2 separate regions of the Sus scrofa genome follow, and region 2 is linked to region 1. The links are chromatin contacts, called in public Hi-C maps. All regions are on one chromosome and are shown on one strand. Each heading gives the region's core, a stretch centred on a gene start, on an enhancer-like site or on the middle of the called end of the contact. The rest is flanking DNA. Distances are from core to core; before and after follow the strand shown. Region 1 overlaps KDM2A (lysine demethylase 2A). Region 2 holds the start of RHOD (rho-related GTP-binding protein RhoD).

What was found. A called contact is a pair of places that touch in the nucleus more often than the background predicts.
Region 2: a Hi-C map of liver shows a contact between it and region 1, with 3 times the contacts expected there. The contact joins the promoter of RHOD here to the enhancer-like site in region 1. A contact is called at or near these places in 3 of 5 promoter capture datasets (fetal skeletal muscle and liver), 3 of 47 Hi-C or Micro-C datasets (embryonic fibroblasts, epiblast stem cells and liver) and 2 of 2 datasets of contacts at active chromatin or transcription factors (alveolar macrophages and skeletal muscle).

What each region holds. Positions count from the first base shown.
Region 1 is chr2:5,240,891-5,244,083 of Sscrofa11.1, forward strand. KDM2A (lysine demethylase 2A) reads right to left here. Exons shown (of 20, transcript NM_001160090.1): 17 at 2,861-3,024; 18 at 2,141-2,299; 19 at 1,342-1,557; 20 at 1-899. The coding sequence ends at 718. Among named protein-coding and RNA genes, the nearest start is that of GRK2, 15 kb to the left of the region's middle. Within about 2 kb of position 1,706, at least 15 of the 83 cell types and tissues checked have an H3K27ac peak or open chromatin away from gene starts, as enhancers often do. A contact at or near this core is called in embryonic fibroblasts, fetal skeletal muscle and liver, where this site is marked.
Region 2 is chr2:5,402,627-5,405,819 of Sscrofa11.1, forward strand. It overlaps RHOD (rho-related GTP-binding protein RhoD), which reads right to left and starts at 1,588. Exons shown (of 5, transcript XM_003353748.5): 1 at 1,404-1,588. The coding sequence starts at 1,514.

The sequences.
Region 1 (3,193 bases), core at 456-2,955:
CCCAATAAGTGCAACACGGACTTCATAGAAACTAGCAGGAAAGTTGGAGCGGGGTAACCTCATTATGTGAACTACCGCGAGTTTTGGACAGGATCAAGCTAAAAGGAGAGGAGAAGAGGGAGAGCACGGACACGGACAAGAGGTTTTCAACACCTCAACAGCACCAGTGTGATCTGCATGGGTCTGGCGTTCCTGGGGCTGCCGGCCCCTCCAGCCTAAGCCGGGAGAGTGTGACGGAGGAGAGACACGCACTGGACACCACGAGGAGAACCTGGCCACGGACACAGGGCCGCTTTCTTCCCTGGGAGTTTGCTCAGAACCAGGCACTGCTGGGGATCATGGATGGGGAGGGGGGCCCCAGGGCCCAGTGCAGATGACGGCTGCGCAGACACCCCAAACTGAGAGCCTGGCCTCCCGGCAGGCGAGCGGGCAGGCAGGTGGGAGAGCAAGCGAGCAGGCACCGTGACAACACACAGCCTGTGCTTTCCCCTTGCATCAATCTGCCACTCCCTTCTCCTTAGGAGGGAGAGGAGCGGGCAGGGAAGCCTGGTGTCCACCACCCTCTCTGCCCCGCCTGTCAGGGAAGGGCTCAAGGGGCAGGAGAGCAGAGAGGGAGTGTGACACTGGCCCCAGAGCCTGTGCAGGAGCGGAGAGAGACCTCTCCCGGCGGGGGGTCAGGGAAGATCGGGTTCCTGCTCAGTCTGGGCTGGGTGTGTCTTAGCTGATCTTCTGTATCAGCTTCTCGTCAGACAGGCAGTAGAGACTGTTGATGGATAAGTCTGAGATGAAGTGCTCGCAGGCTTTTCGAGTGATCTGCTTGCATCCTCGAAGGTCAATCAAGGTGACGTTGGCGATGCGCCGTAGGTAGATCAGGGTCTGGTCTGTCAATTTATTGCAACCTGTGGGGAAAGTGACCACAAGGACAATGCTACGTGCACACAGCCATGGGAGCCTACTTCTGATGCTCAATTTCCCGGCCCTTGCCCTCAAAATGCTAAAACAAAAGCCCCCTTTCCCCCACACCTGGCCCAGAGACCAGAAGTGCCGCTGGCGCCGAGGCCTCTGAAGGTCCCCTGCCACTGCACTCCCTGCCCCAGAAGGCTGACCACACTGAGACTGGGGGTGCCTGTGCTCGCAGGCACCGGACAACTGCTCGAGGCCTTGGCCCCCATCAGTGAAAAAGGGGAAAGAACTCTGTCCTTGTCCAGGTGTGAGGAAACAAACAAACATGGTTTAGTCCACGGGCCCATGTTCTTTCTGGTCTACTGGCCAAGCGCCCAGGTGGGCGGAGCTTCCAGGAGGTGGGGGCACTGTCTGTCATCAAAGGTCGCAGCGGCATACCTGCCATGTTGAGCTCTGTGAGGGAGTAACGAGTGGAAGACCCGACAGCAGTGAGCAGATTGGAGGACTGATCCGTCAGGTGGCTGCAGTGACTGAGGTCGAGTCGAGACAGGAGGGGCATGTGGCGAATGATGAGGCGAAGCGTGGCATCCGTGATGTCGAGGCCTGCCAGCCGGAAGTCAGTCATGTTCCGGAGCTTGCTACGATTGTCCTGACCTGCACAGGCAAGCCAAGGGCCCAGGTCAAAGCTCTGAATGCTAGTCCAGCTCCAAACTCTTTGCTGGCCAGGCCCCCCTGCAGGGGTTAAGAAGCAGAACTGCCCACACCCAGCCCAGCCTTCAGGGAGGGAGCAGTGTGTGGGGCGGTTTCTAGGAAACCAGACACGTTTTCCTTCTCCCCAGCTGCTGGACTGGGCCTCGCTTACACAGCAAAGGGCTATGTGAGGAATGCTCCTCCCCTCCCACACTCCACACTCCCACACTTCACGAGACCATCATGGAAAGGGCTTTCAGTGCTCCACCTCAACCACGAAGCCGTCCCAGATTTCCTCAGGCTTATATTCTCTGGGCCCCAAACTCCACAGACCCACACAAATGGATCTACTCCTCTGCTTGAGGGTAGTTATCCGCCTGTAAGTAGTTAATCTGTGCGTGGACACAGTTCATCCTTCTGTTTTCAAGGTGCACTCCTCTACTCTGCAACGGCATCATCTCTGAGACCTCAGCTTCTGGGGAATGAAATCTATTGAAAGACCAAGCTCCCCCAGGAGGAGCACAAAGAAGTCAGGCCCAGAGCATACCTGGCTTATCAGCCGGTGGAGTCAGCAAGTCCCGAATTTGAGGGTCCTTGATTCCTACTGCCCACCGAAGATCAAGGGTCCTGAGAAGGGGGCAGCTGGAGGTGCTGAGGGCAGAGACTGCAGACCAGGAACAGCCTGCTAGGAGGAGGTCTTTCAGCCCTGTGACGGAAGGAAAGAGACACGCAATAATACACTCTCTGGGCCCATGCAAAGCCTCAGCTACCAGCTGAGCTGACCCAAGTGAATAGGCTCCAGTCTACTGGAGAGAGGACCATGTCCTAACCGTATTCCAGTAATCCAGCTCAAAAATTCCTCCTATGTTACATCTAATTCTGGTGGTAAATTGACTGCTTAGTTCCTATCAGACCAATATAGGTGTGAGTGACTTCCTTTTCTTGCAAGATCCCAAAACGCTAGAGGGAACCAGGTCTTATAAGGGGTTAATCAAGGCAACATCTTCCTCAAATTTCCTCTTCAGAGGCTATGCTGACCTGCAGGGCTGACAGGAGCACCTGATCTCATTCTCTTCACTGTCCAGTGTAGAGACTGGCCTGCCAGTCTCCAGGGGCACCTTGGGGAGTGGCAGTTAAGATGGGCCTGGGTAAATCTCTTGCTAAGCAGAAAGACAACAATGGCACAGACTGCTGCCCTAAAGCAATTCTAAGAAGCTTTCCCTGCCAGCGCCCCCAGTTCCTGGAAGGACAGCGCAGGGCTGCTCACCTGGCAGCCTGTTGACGAGCCACGTCAGTTGTTTTTTGGAGATGTTGGTCCAACTGAGGTCGAGGCTGACTGGCTGCCTCTTGATGATGCCACTGAGAGCCTGGGGTACAATAGCCTTACATCTACTCAAGTCAATTTTTGTCCAAAGTCTCTTGTCACAGCACCTGTGAGAGAAGGAAAGAGAACTTGCTGTCAAGACCTGATATCCCTTGGCAGAGGAACTTCCATCACAGGCTGCTGGAGGCCTCTGGGAAAAGCAGAGCAGCTTGAAGTCATCCTCCCTAGATTCTTCTACATGCATACAAGGATCTCACCTTGTCATTTCTGTGCCTC
Region 2 (3,193 bases), core at 338-2,837, 160 kb after region 1:
CCTGGCTGCCCAGAGTGTCCTTCAACACACACACACACACACACACACACACACACACACACACACATACTTTCCATTGACTGTGAGAGTCCAGAACAGTGGTGGTGACGCACCGCTCTCCCAGCCCCTCTTCTGGGCCCCAGCTGGCCCAGCCTCTCTGTGGCGCTCCCCACACTAAGCCGTAATTGCTGGTTCTCACAGGGACCATCTGGGGGCCTGGAAACACAGCCCTCCCCCAACTAAAAAAAAAAAATCTGTGACCGGCCAAAGGACGTGACGTCAGCTCCCAAAACCACAAAGCAAGAGTCGGCTTGATGCTGCCACAGTGGAAAGAAAGGCTGACACCGTTACCAGGCCTGGCCTCTCCTGCCTCCTCCATCCAATTCCCCAGCGCTGCACCACCCCAGGGGTTCGAAGGATGCTGAGCCAGGATGGGGGCAGCGGGGGGGAAGAGGTCATACGGGAAGCAGATCCAGGGACTCCCAGGAGAACTGGGCTGAGGGGGTGGGGGCAGGCAGTGTGGGTGGTGGGTGGTCCAGCCCCTGTCCTGGTGCCGGCCAGTCTGCCTGGAGAGCCAATGAACATGCTGGAGAAGGGCTGACAGTCCACAGCCCAGGACAATCCAGAGCCCAGGCATCAAGGATGTGCCAGGTACCCAGGGGCTCTCTCAGCCTTACCTTCATTCCACCTCACCCCCACCCTCTGGTCGCTCCTCCCCCCGAGGTCGAGTGAGGAAAGGGAGGCTCCAGAGGCTGAGCGAGGTACCGAGGCCCCCGGGGTTTGTTAGAGAGGCTGAGGTGCCAACCCAGCTGCCTGGCGAGCCCATGTGCTCTTCCCCTCCAAGGCTGAGCCCAAGGGACACCCACGGCCGGGGCAGGAGTTGGGAGAAGTGATGTTTCTCCAGAAAAACTTGTGCTGCCTCTCAGTGAGTCCTTTCTGTTGCAGCTCAGAGCTGGCCTCTGACCTATAAGAACCCATTCCGCACAGCGACCCTGGGAGGTGGGCGCCATCATTACTCCTGTGGCACGGTTTAAGGAAACAGGCACAGAGAGGGTAAGGGGCGGGCCGCAGGTCACACAGCTTTAAGTGGCAGAGTCATGATCTGAAGCCAGGCGGCCTGGCTCCAGAGCCGGCCGTCCCTCTTAGCCGTGCTGGGCCACCAAGGGCTCCCTGAGTCCCCAGGTGGCCTAGGTCCGTCCCTGGGACACCCCCCCTGGCAGTGCCGTTCTTGGCACTTGACAGACGATCTCACGGAGGCCTTCACTCCCGATGGCAGAGCAAGAATGGCCTTGGAGCCCACGCTCCGCTGGGAGGCAGGACCCGAGCCCGTCGGGGGGTGGGGTGGGGGGGAAGGATGCGCCCAGGCCGCGCGCCCCGCTGCGCCCCGAGGGGCTGCCGCTCACCTCGGGGAAGGCGCCTTCGGCGAAGACCATCAGCAGCGACGTCTTCCCGCAGCCGCCGTCGCCCACCAGGACCACCTTGACCTCCTCGCGCTCGGCCCGGGCCGCCTTCATCGCGGGGCAGCGGAGGGCCGGCGCCGAGAGCGGCGAGCTGGGGCCGGCGGGGCAGGAATGTGGAAGGGGCGGGGCGGCGGGAGGAAGTGCGGGCGGCGGCGGGCGGCCCAGGTGAGAGGCCCGGCCCCTCGGGTCCCAGGCCCCGGGCAGCCCCAGAGCCCCAGAGCCCCTACCGCCCCTGCTGTGTGCCAGCGCGGAGGCCACGGCGGGGGACCCGGCGCACGCCCATCTGATGGGAGGAAAGTAGCCGGGCAGCGATGCTGTGGAAGGGGAAGAGGGGGCTCTGGGCCCACTTCCCGGGGAGCAGGGAAGCGCGGATCAGCCCTGCTGGTCTACTAGCTCCGCAGGCCGCGCTGGGGCCCTACGGCCCAGTCTAGGTGGAGCAGCCAGCGGAGCTAGTGATTTTTGATTGACTGACTGAATGAATGAAGGTGCATCTGCTCCGCAGCTCTGGAGACAGAGCACAGCACAGTCCCCGTGGTGTTCCAGGGCATGCGGGGAGGGCACACCAGTATGGGTTAGTCACTGGCACTGCCACCCGCCCCCAGCCACACCAGGAAGTCTCACTACAGGTGGGTCTCACCTCTGCCGGGGCATGATCTGGGGAAAGCCATGGAACCTTCCATGTGTGCAGGGCTTAGAGCAGGTCTGGCTCACAGCTGGCGATGCCATGTGTGAGTGATTCTTAGGACTTAACCAACACTGGTGGCTCTGTGCCCAGGACCTGGGGACCCTGAACCATTGAAGTCCAAGTCTCCCACCGGGGTCTCTCCCACGGCCTAGAATGGGAGACAGGCTGGATGCCCGTGTGGTAAGGGCCCCGGTGGTGGTGGTGGGGACAGGCAGCAGACGGGAGTCGGGAAGCCGGGCTCCTCGCCAGGGCTGAAGGTGGTCAGGAAACCCTTCTGAGAAGAGGGCCCAGAGTCTTGAGGAAAATGTGAGACGTGGTGAGATGGGGGAAGGGAAGAGGGTTCCAAATGGAGGGAGAAACATGTGCAAGGTATGGGGCCATGAGGGGGCTGTGCAGAGGGGCAGGGCGCAGATCTTTCCTGCCATGATGGCTGAGGTTGGGTTAGGGTGAGGCTGAGGGTTAAACAGGGCCTTGATGGTGGAACCATCTAGATGCCAGGAATAAATGCAGAACTGCCCTGGGGACTTACTACCACCTGACCTCCTACCCCTGTTAGCAGCCTGGATTGAAATATCTATTTTAGGAGTTCCCGTCGTGGAGCAGCAGAAATGATCCAACTAGGAACCATGAGGTTGCGGGTTGGATCCCCGGCCTCGATCAGTGGGTTAAGGATCCGGCATTGCCATGACCTGAGGTGTAGGTTGCAGATGCAGCTTGGATCTGGCGTTGCTGTGGCTGTGGTGTAGGCTCCGATTCGACCCCTAGCCTGGGACCCTCCATGTGCTGTGGGCGCGGCCCTGAAAAGCGAAAAAATAAAGTATTTTGAAACAGGCCCAAGGGCCTCCCCAGATCCCGGAGTGTTTTCACTGAAGCTCAAAGAAACAGAGGGCAAAGGTCTTTGGGGTTCACCCCCTCCCCCCATGAGCCATGGCATCGTTCCTCACAGCGTTCAAACCACAAAGGTGAAAAACCATCCTCGGCCCCTTTGAACCTCACCTGTGGCCCAAACAGGCAACCAGGGCAAGAGGCACTGCCCCCACTGCCCAGA